2 separate regions of the Mus musculus genome follow, and region 1 is linked to region 2. The links are chromatin contacts, called in public HiChIP or PLAC-seq maps. All regions are on one chromosome and are shown on one strand. The core of a region is the stretch at or near the end of the contact, and the rest is flanking DNA. Distances in the headings are between cores, read along the strand shown. Region 1 holds the start of Nr1h4 (nuclear receptor subfamily 1, group H, member 4). Region 2 overlaps Nr1h4 (nuclear receptor subfamily 1, group H, member 4).

Region 1 (5,184 bases), core at 1,223-3,722, 36 kb after region 2:
ACACAGTCTGTTCTAATAGCATGACCATTGAGAGGTCTATTGTGTCATCTATAATGGACACTTGATATTTGGCACACATTGAACACACCATGAACAAGACAGAAAATGTCCAGCCTTTCTTCTGTTTCTCTGTTGGGGGACCAGAGATGTCAAGGACAGGACAAAGCAACTAAGTCATTAAGTGTTGATCTATGTGATAGAGAAGGAGTGGAGGGGGTTGAAGTGGATCCACTGTAACTTAGAGTACCAGAATTTGGATCCTTTGGATGAGAGACTCCATGAGAGTTTAGGAAAATGGTCTTAAATAGGAACACATAAATAAACTCCAGGGGAGTCTGAGGTATCCCCGAAAGCCAACTTCTGGATAGAGGCCTCTACCTTTCCATAGATCGTCATCCAGAGGAACTTCCTGAGTTGAAAGGAGGGTTTCAGACTTACAATATGACAGCCATTAACATGAGGATTTTGGACAGCTGAGATGCAGTTAGTAAAACTAAGGGACAAGAGTTTTAAATGTATTAAATTCTCAGTAATTAAAAAAATCTTAATTAAGTAATCATTAGAGGCTGGTGGCTGTCAACAGGACAGCTCTAGGGAGTTTGTGAACAGAAAACGGGTTCACATGCTCATGGTGACACTTGCCTGCACTTCAGTTAGCGTCGGTGTCCAGAGCAAATGATCCCCCTACCCCTGTTTTCTTTGTTTTGTTTTACAGTTTTGTGGTTGCTGTTTTGTTTTGCTGTTTTAATTTACCTCCGATGCAGTTCTAAGCACAGCAAATGTTCAGTGGAATTGAATTGAGAGGGAACTTGCTTTAACACATGTCTTGTTTCCTAAGCCATGGCTTCTTCGCCAAATGACATGGCTTCATTTGTGAAGTTGTTTGCCGTTCCCTGCGCCTGACCTTGGGACATAGGTGTTTCTCCCAGCTGTGTCAGCTGATGGCCTCCTTCAAGAGACCTGCCCCAGTTTCCCCAGGTAGAACTAATCTCTCTAACCTCTGTACACACTTCTAATACAGCACTTATCAGAAACATGAATAATTAGCCGTATGTGTTCTCGGCCTTTATCTTCCATGCTAAACTTGAGGCAGTAATAAGAAACTAGTCTATACTGTAACAGAGGAGATGGGTCTGCACTCAATTCACCTGCAAATGGCTAAACATACGAACTTGGGGACGACATTGAACTTCTTTCAGCTTCGGTTTCAGCCCCCATAAAGCTGGAGTCCTGAGCTGTTGAGGTCAGAGGCTGCAGGCAGTAAGGAAGGCATAAGGCAAGGAATGTATACTGTGTTCTCCACACAGAGCAAACATTCAGTAGTACATCCTGCTTGGCTGCTGTTGTGGTTAGCTGTGAACGCTCTCTCCGAGGGGAGTGTTAGATTATATTCCCTTTCCTATCATTTCTGACCCTGGACACAGTGTCTGGCACATAGTAAGCATGAAATAAATGTGTGCTAAATAGAAGGGGGTAGAAAATTTGCTTTGCCACACCATGAAAGTAATTTCTCTCTCTGAATACAGTGTCAGCCGCTTTGAAACACCACGCTTAAGGAAAATGAACTGCTGCCAAGTCTGTGATCAAAAGTATGCACATCGTTGTAATTACTGGGGAAATGATTAGCGTTTAATTCTTGGTGGAAGTTTAGAAAGATGAGTTTGTGTTTTGAGAAAAAAGAATACTTACATTAGACTGTCTTTTCATGGTAAAGTATATTTTAACTCAGAGAAAACTAAAAACCCTAAGCGTAAATCTCAGTTTTTATCCATCTTACTTGTTGGAAAACACTGGAAGAAACATGAGACAAAACTAGTTCATTAAATCTATATTTCTTCTTTTTTCTGAGATCTCTATTTCATCATGACCCTTGCACATACTTACACATGTGTGACTGAAACCAAATTCCACAACACAAATTTATCTTTACTTCTGGGTAGGTGTGTTGATGTTTTCTTTATTCTAGTTTTTGAGGCTGGTACCAGGACACCAGACAAGGGTCAGAATTCAGTGACATGGAGTTTCAGCATTTTAAAGGCACAGGATTCAGTAAGAGACTTTAATTTTCTTCAAGCGTCCACGGACATCACTGTTAACATTTGACTGACTTGAAAGAATAGTACTTGGTTGGCCCTATAAGATCCCTATAAGATACTCACGTAGTTAGAACTATAGAAATCAACCCCTAAGACCCCCGTCTTCTCTGCTTGTCTGGACCTCCTTCTGACGGAGACCTATGGCTTTGACCTCTAACAAAAAGACCCATGTATTTGCCCAGTGCAGTAGGAGAGCCCACGTAGGGACAGAGGTGTAGTGACCTACCTTTAGCTGGCTTCACACTCATCCCTTCCGGCACAAATCCTGACAGCCGGTGGCTGTGGTGAAGACTAATCTGAATTGGATTTTCTAAACCCTGAAACTGCATCACCATCCTTAGCTTCCTCACGGCAACTGAGAAGGAGCCGAGGTAAGAAGCGACAGGGGCCAGAGGTTGGTGTGGTTTACTGATTAACCCCATCGCTGAGCGGAATATTTGTAAATGTTTATGAGAAAAGTCCTCAATGCCAAATTGCCTAGTAAGCTGGAAACTGGTGTCTTAGATAAACATTTTGGGGAACCCTTTCCCAGCCTAAGAATTTTTTGAGGGTAAATTTCCGTTCCCTGCCTCTAAGACTGGCTGGAGGTCAAATGCCACACGGATGGATCTTTACCTTTGTAACTAGGGCACATTTGTAACAGCAGAAGCATTAAGGAATAAGACTTCACAGTTAGCCTGAGAAGCCTACTATAGACCTGGACAAATGGGTTTGTATCTAGTAATATGGGAAGAATTGTCCGGCCCATACTCCAGTTCATATGTTGAAATCCTAGCCCCAAGGACCTTACAGTGACCTTATTTAGCAATTCCACTATGGCTCATGTCCTTATGACAGGAGAGAGAGAGAGAGAGAGAGAGAGAGAGAGAGAGAGAGAGAAAGAGAGAGAGAGAGAGAGAGAGAGAGAGAGAGAGAGAGAGAGAGAGAGAGAGAGAGCAGGACCTGTGGATGGAAAATGAAGTAAAGAGGCAAGACATGGCTTTGATATGACAAACAGAAAGATCTAGAAGGATTCCTTCCTGGGAGTCTCAGGAGGAGCCAATCTTTCTGATTTTAGACTTCTAACCTTCAGAATTCTAAGTCAATACATTTTGTTGTTTAAGCCGTGCAGCTTTGATATTCAGGCACAGTAGTCAAAACCAAAATAAATAAATTTAATAAATCCAATCTTTCTTAATATCTACAAGCTCTATGGACAATGAACACGTACATAGGCTAATTTTCTGCCTTTATTTTCTCATTTTTTTATAAAAAGGATTGATCCAGTGTGGTGGTGGCATACACCTTTAATCCTAGCACTTAGGAGGCAGAGACAGAGGATTTCCATGTGTTCATAGCATGCCTGGTCTATAGAGTGAGTTTTAGGACAGCTAGGTCTACATAGAGAAATCCTGTCTCAAAAAACAAACAAAAAAGTTGGCCTTTATTTTTATGCTATGTATATGCATGACACATGTGTACCTGGTGCTCACAGAGGCCAGAAGAGGGTGTGGAATTTTCTGGAACGGGAGTTACAGAAAGTTGTGATCTGTCACATGGGTGCTGGGAACCAATCTTGGGTCCCCTGCAAGAGCAACAGGTGTTTTTCAAATGCTGAGACATCTCTCTGGCTCCAATTTCCTAATTTCTAAAGGGTGGAGGTGATAATAACACAACTCATAGTCATATCTGATTTAAATAAAATAATGTAAAAATGCCATAAGTATATGGTGGTTGTTGTCATTGTACTGATATTATACTTAGTTTGAAATTGTAGCATGGCTTCCTTATGGGATAGAAATGGTTCCATTTTTAAAAACATGTACATAATTTCTGAATATCAGCCTTAAGACTTTGCTATGTTGTTGTTTTTGTTGTTGTTGCTGCTGCTGCTGTTGAGAAAGTGTGAGCAATGGACTCAGTAGACTCAGGGTTGATTCCAGGCATGACGCTACTAGGCATGCTATGTAACTTCAGGTAAGTCTCTGGGCTGCTGTGGGCCCCATTTGTCAGCCTCACCAGATGGAGAAATATAGATAATAATAGATAATATCCCTGCCTACACCCTTCACAGGCTTGCTGTGAAGATAAAATGAGATTATCAACATGAAAGCAAATTCAGAGACAAAGGTGATACCTGCCATAATTTGCTGACATCCCCACAGCCTTTATAAGTGTCCAAAGTGTATTAACACATTATCTCTCAGGAGCCTCACTTCTACCATATGTAACAGCGTCTTATGTATGAGGCCCTCTGTCTTCAACCCTATCTTACAGAGGATGAATGACAACTCAGTGCGGTTAAGTGACTTGTGAATAGTTTACAAGGAATGAAGCAGAGACGTTAGCATTTGACTTCAGGATCAGAATCCGATGGCTGAAAGGCTAAGGCATATCTGCATCACTCCCTGTAGGACTGAGGGGACCTCAGGAGATGGGGGAGGAAGAATGTAAGAGGAACAAAGAGGTGACTGTGGTAGAACACTGTCATGGGACACCACCACTGTGCTCCTGACCTCACAGCAGCTGAGCTTTCTGGCACAAGACCTACAAGAGATTGGATAAGGAAGGCTTATCTTATCATGGAGGAGAAGGGCCCTTGAGCCCACCCACCAGGACCTATAGGCAGATAATGGTAGCTGAGCAGAGGGTGTTCACAGGGCCATATACCTCCCTGAACACCTATAGGCACTTAGTGATCTCTGGGGGAGGAAGAAAGATTTTCTCCAGTGGCTTAGATAACTTGTGGCAGGAGGGCCACACTCCTGTAAATAAGTCCTTACCCAGGTCATGTAAACAGCTTTAATAAAACTTATTGTATCACTAATGTAAAAAGACATGAAAGTAAAAGAGAGATTAACTAAGTATTTTAGTTAGGGTTTTATTGCTGTGAAGAGACACCATGACCACGGCAACTCTTATAAAGACAAACATTTCATTGGGGCTGGCTCACAGTTTCAGATGCTTAGTCCATTATCATCATAGCAGGAAGCATGGCAACATGCAGGCCGACATGGAGCTAAGAGTTCTACATTGGGATCCACAGGTAGCAGGAAGAAACAGTGACACACTGGCCAGGTCTGAGCATCTGAGACCTCAAAGACCATGC
Region 2 (5,153 bases), core at 850-3,349:
AGCCTGGTGCAGCATTGCATAAAAGAGATTGCCTCAAACAAGCTCAAAGGTGAGGACCAACACTCAAGACTGTCCTTTCAACAACACAGGCCCGCCATGATGCATGTCCCCACTCGCACACAGACATATATATATACACATAGAGGACAGAAGGAGCTCAAGCCAGTGTATGGAAGACTGGGGGGTGACAGCTTGGTGGGTGAAGAGACGCTGGAATCGGAGTTGATAAAGCAAGTGAGCAGGAAGGTAAGATGGTTGTCTTCCATCACGGCTCGTCAAAAACCTAGGCACTTCAGCTTTTAGAGAATATGTATTGGTATTAATAGGTATGTGTTTGGTACAGGTTTAATAAAAATCCATCTCCAAGTATTACAAACAAATTATATATATATATATATATATATGTACATATATATATATATATATAAACAACTTATGTGTGTAGATCTATATAAAACAACAATATATATATCAAGTTGTAGAACATGAAGATGCCCCACTCAGATCTCCCTTTACAAGAGTCCATGGCAGCCTGACAGCTGCTCCCTTGTGACTGTTAACAAGGATTGTCAGCTGCAATCCAGCTGCAGGCTGATCACAGACAGCAATGCCTCTGTGGGCCTGTTCAGTGGGCATCTCTAACCTCATTCTTCTCTTTACCCTAGCTTAGACCTCCTCAGCCCTGTGCTCTGAGTCTCTCCCTAGTCAAGCCTTCTTTTCCTTCCCACAGGCATCAGATCAATGAAGTAGGGGGAAGGCTCTCTCTCACTGGACCTGCTTCCTCCCCTTCTATTTTTCAGAGATTCTCATAGATTAATCCTTTGCATATTTAATTTAATCCTGTCATTTGCTTTTACCAACTCCCAAAGCTTATACAACTAGAGTAAAGCCCTGTAATAGATCATGCAAAAATTACTTTTATAACATGGAGGATGTTCCTCTTAGAAATCCAGTAGTGGGGGGAAAGAGATAGAGATATATAGAAAGAGACAGAGATTAGAATATCTGAGTAATTAATTCCCCTTCAGATCTCTACTCATCAAAATATTTTAATTTCTATAGCAACTATGCTATGTGTCACCTGAATGAACTTTAGACAGCTCATCTTGAAAGGAGAGAGTGCCACAGCAGAGTCCCCATGTCAGCACTGTCTGTGCACTCAGCTTACACACAGATCCCAAACAGATGCCTGATCCTTGGGACTAACAGCTTCCAGAAGGACTGGGAAAAGAAGACTTCCCAGCACTTAGTTTTCAGGGAGGGAGAAACTAAGAATTCTGATACCTGGGAAGATCCTTCGGTGCCAGTCTGGCATGGCAGTGGAAGGGACACTGTGACACAGTTGCTGTCCCTAGAGCAGGGCAAATAGGATGTGGCCCTCCATAAGTGCTGTGCACGTAGGGCTTGTTTGCATAATAATGTACATATTTTGCTTCATTTGTTCCTTCTTGGGAGAATGTTTTCCCTTCCAAGGTTAATACTGCATAATAATCAGAAACAGCCCGAGTCTGGGAAGCAAGAATGCATCTGATGTTCCTCAGCAAATACTGTGACCTTCAGGATAGCCCTTAAGGCTGTGGGAAAGAACTCTGAAAACACGAGTTCAAGAATTTCTCAACTATGAAAAATATAAGGATGCAATATGAATTGTGTGAGGGCCTTCATAGACCAAAACCAAATCAAACCAATCAAACAAACAAACAATAAAAAAATAAACAGAGGCATCTGCACTAGTGAGTCAATAAAGGGAAAGGAATAGAAAAACAAACAAACAAACAAACAAACAAACAAAACCAAGGCTTATGGTTTAAATAATATAGGAGCACCAGGAAGTGAGGGAGTGGTCGTCCTAGGTCAGGAATCCCACTCAACCAAGCTTACTGTTTGTGTTTACAAAGGCAGGTAGATTTCTGAGTGCAAGGCCAGCCTGGGACAGATGGAGTTTAGGTCCTGAAGTGGTGGAAGTTGTGATCTCAGGGCAGGATCCCATCCAGCTAAGCTTACTGGTTGTGTTTACAAAGGCAGACAGACCTCTGAGCTCAAGGTTTGTCTACAGAGCAAGTTCAAGGACAGCCTAACTTAGGCAATGAAGAAGTTGGAAAACAGAAAGTTTCTCACATAATAACGTCTATGTCTGGATTTGGCAACCACAAGCCTATGCCCAGTGAACCGCAGGACTTGCTAAGTTTAAAAAAAAAAAATGTGCTTGCTGTCTTTTTCTAAGAATCCAGGGACTAAGGTCACAAAATGCTGATTCATGGGATAATCAAAAGGGAACTTGGAGTAAATGATTGAATTGTTATGCAAATAAAAGACTGGGCTTTGGTCTGCATGAGCAGAGCTATTCAGAGAGCTAACAGGTTTTCTGACTTCAGTTGGGCAATCCAGGAGCTATCTAGAAAGCTATCTCAAGCAGAAGACAAAGCTAGCAGCTTGCACGCATCACTGATTTCGAGTCACATCTTCTGCTGCTCCCATTCACCCCTTTCTCAGGACCCTCTCCCAAGCCAAGGCGGATTCTCGGCAGCCCAGGGAAGCAAGTGGCAGATAAGCAGCTGAAAGCAAACCTCCACCTATTTGTCCATTCTTTCTCTCAGTCATTCTCCAGATGTTTCTTAAGCAATTAAGCTTCTACACCAAGTAGCATGTGCTAGGATCGCTTACACACACACACACACACACACACACACACACACACACACACATGCCCCCCAACACACACACACAGAGAGAGAGAGAGAGAGAGAGAGAGAGAGAGAGAGAGAGAGAGAGAGCTTAATATAAGGTCCCAATCCAATCCATGTGAAAAATAAAATCTACCACCTGACATTTATCTGGTAGATTTTTATTGCCTTGTTGCCTACCTGTTCTGGGCCAGAATTAATAATTTAAAAATGTAGACTATAATCCATACTTCTTGACAACACAATGCCTTTCAGAGAGTGAAAGTCTGAGACAACAGCCTTAGATCCTTCAACCATCCCCCACTTCCCCCAGAGACAGGGATCACACCTTTGAAATTCCCTTATCTCCCTGTAGGAGTTTTCCACTCTGTTTTATCCTAAGGAGACTTGCAAAGATGTATTTTCATATTTCCCTCTTCTGTTCAAAAACCTTTAGCATCTCAATATTACGTAGAAAATAACAAAATTCAAGGCTCTTAACCATCTCGTCTCCATTCCCCTTCTTGTAAGCCTAAATCTATTAACCACAGCTTCACTTGCCCAAGATGTCTGGCCACACTGGCCCTTCGGTCCTACAACTGCACCCCATGCCTCCAGATGCAGTACCATTCAGGGCCTGGTTCAAATGCTAACACAACCTCTCCAGGCAAGGTGCTTCCCAACTAGAGGTCACCTCTCAGCTAGCTCTGCTCTTGGGCTTTTTACTGGGCTTCGTCTTAGTTGTACAGCTTTCTCTTTCTTTACAAGACCTTTGATTTTTACAAAGGAGGCAGTTTGATTAATCTCTTCACCATGGCACTTCCCCTCTAAATCCTCATTAAACGAATGAACCGGTGGCTGCATAAGAACAGTGTACCTTCTACAAGTATGCACTGTTAAACTCTGCTAATGATGGCAACTATACTTTAGGGTTTGGGGAAATGTATACAGGGGTCTTGAAGATAGCTGTCAATTTTTAACTAAGAAAACATTATGACTATAAGGTAGTTTAAAAAGATAATCTCTAATGTGTATGCTTGTATGTGTGTGTGTGTGTGTGTGTGTGTGTGTGTGTGTGTGTGTGTGTGCATAATACAAATACATACCTCCTTCTGATTGCTGTTCTAGAATGCTGGTTTTAGAAGTCTAACCTTGTTCCAATTAGTCACAGAATAAGATCTTTAGAGGAGGTTATCTCTCCAACTCCATTCCCCAACCCACCCATAAGCTCATAGTGAAATAAAAACACCTTATTTTAAGGATTCCCACAAGAAAAACTTGCACAGAATTTATGGAAGTCCATCCCAGCGTCTCTTGGCATTTTCTGCCAGAGTATCACTCCATAACAAGTTAAGCTGAATTATGTGTGGTATGATTTCACGTTGTCTCTTAAGGGGTAGTGTATTATATTGATTTAAATGTATGGCTTCTAGCTGGGGATAGGGGCTTTAGCTCAGTAGAAGGCCAAATGCTCAATCCATGAGATGCTCCATTTAGTTCCAGTCATTGCAAAGTAAATAAAGTGAAGAAGACATATGGCTTCTGAGATCAGAATTTCTGTTTGTCTCTGGAGACCTGAGCTTTCTCTCTTGGCTTCCTCATCTTTAACGTAGGGGTGATAATAGAACTCATCTCATAGGGTGATTTCAGACTTTGACTAAACTGTATGTAAATTATTCAGAACAATGTCTGGAATCTGGAAAATGATAAATGAGTACTGATGATAATTGTTTATTTTATTTTGAATAGGATAGATAATAGCTTAATACTAGTCTTTCATACCTATAGGTTAGGAATAAATGAATCTTTTTTTTTTCCTGAACTGGATAGACCCAGTTCCATTGTACCATTTTTAATCAGATGAAAATTTTTAATATTTCACAGGTCTTCATCTTAGTTCAGAGAAGAATATTTTGCTGGGTTTTTTTGTTTTGGTTTAGTTTGGTTTTTTGTTTGTTTTTCGTGACAGGGTTTCTCTGTATAGCTCTGGCTGTCCTGGAACTCACTTTGTAGACCAGGCTGGTCTCGAACTCAGGATAAATCCGCCTGCCTCTGCCTCCCGAGTGCTGGGATTAAAGGCATGCGCCACCATACCCGGCTATTTTGCTGTTATTAAAAGAATTTTCGAACCATGATTCCAAAAGTCCCACCTATTTAACCTATATTTTTTTATAGCCGTTCTTCATGCTAGGTGCATGGTCATGTAATGTTGCCTGGTAGATTAGGGCCCATCTTCATGGTTTGAACGCCAAGTTTTACTTAGATTAAAAACTCTTTAAGTATGTCACTTACCACTCTTTCGAATTCTTTCTTCCAACAGGTCTGCATGACCGGCAGGAAGTTTCTTATTGAAAATCTCCGCCGAACGAAGAAACATGGCCTCCACTGCGGACCCTTTGAGCAAAGCAATCTGATCTTCGTGATCCAGTGTCTGAAACCCTATGATGATAATCAAACGGGTCAAGGAGTCCTGTTTGCCCAATAATATTT

The links. HiChIP or PLAC-seq counts read pairs in DNA pulled down with a chosen protein or histone mark.
Region 1: an H3K27ac HiChIP or PLAC-seq map of embryonic stem cells shows a contact between it and region 2, with 7 read pairs. The contact joins the promoter of Nr1h4 here to the enhancer-like site in region 2. A contact is called at or near these places in 1 of 39 promoter capture datasets (macrophages), 1 of 15 datasets of contacts at CTCF or cohesin (the NIH/3T3 cell line), 15 of 484 Hi-C or Micro-C datasets (8-cell embryo, the C10 cell line, the G1E-ER4 cell line and 8 more), 4 of 115 datasets of contacts at active chromatin or transcription factors (embryonic stem cells, hepatocytes, intestinal crypt epithelium and 1 more) and 2 of 9 other capture datasets (adipose tissue and pancreatic islet).

The regions. Positions count from the first base shown.
Region 1 is chr10:89,504,186-89,509,369 of GRCm38.p6, forward strand. It overlaps Nr1h4 (nuclear receptor subfamily 1, group H, member 4), which reads right to left and starts at 2,473. Exons shown (of 9, transcript NM_009108.2): 1 at 2,323-2,473. The coding sequence starts at 2,431.
Region 2 is chr10:89,468,797-89,473,949 of GRCm38.p6, forward strand. It overlaps Nr1h4 (nuclear receptor subfamily 1, group H, member 4), which reads right to left. Exons shown (of 9, transcript NM_009108.2): 7 at 4,956-5,102. Among named protein-coding and RNA genes, the nearest start is that of Gas2l3, 27 kb to the left of the region's middle. Within about 2 kb of position 2,100, at least 14 of the 459 cell types and tissues checked have an H3K27ac peak or open chromatin away from gene starts, as enhancers often do. A contact at or near this core is called in 8-cell embryo, embryonic stem cells and hepatocytes, where this site is marked.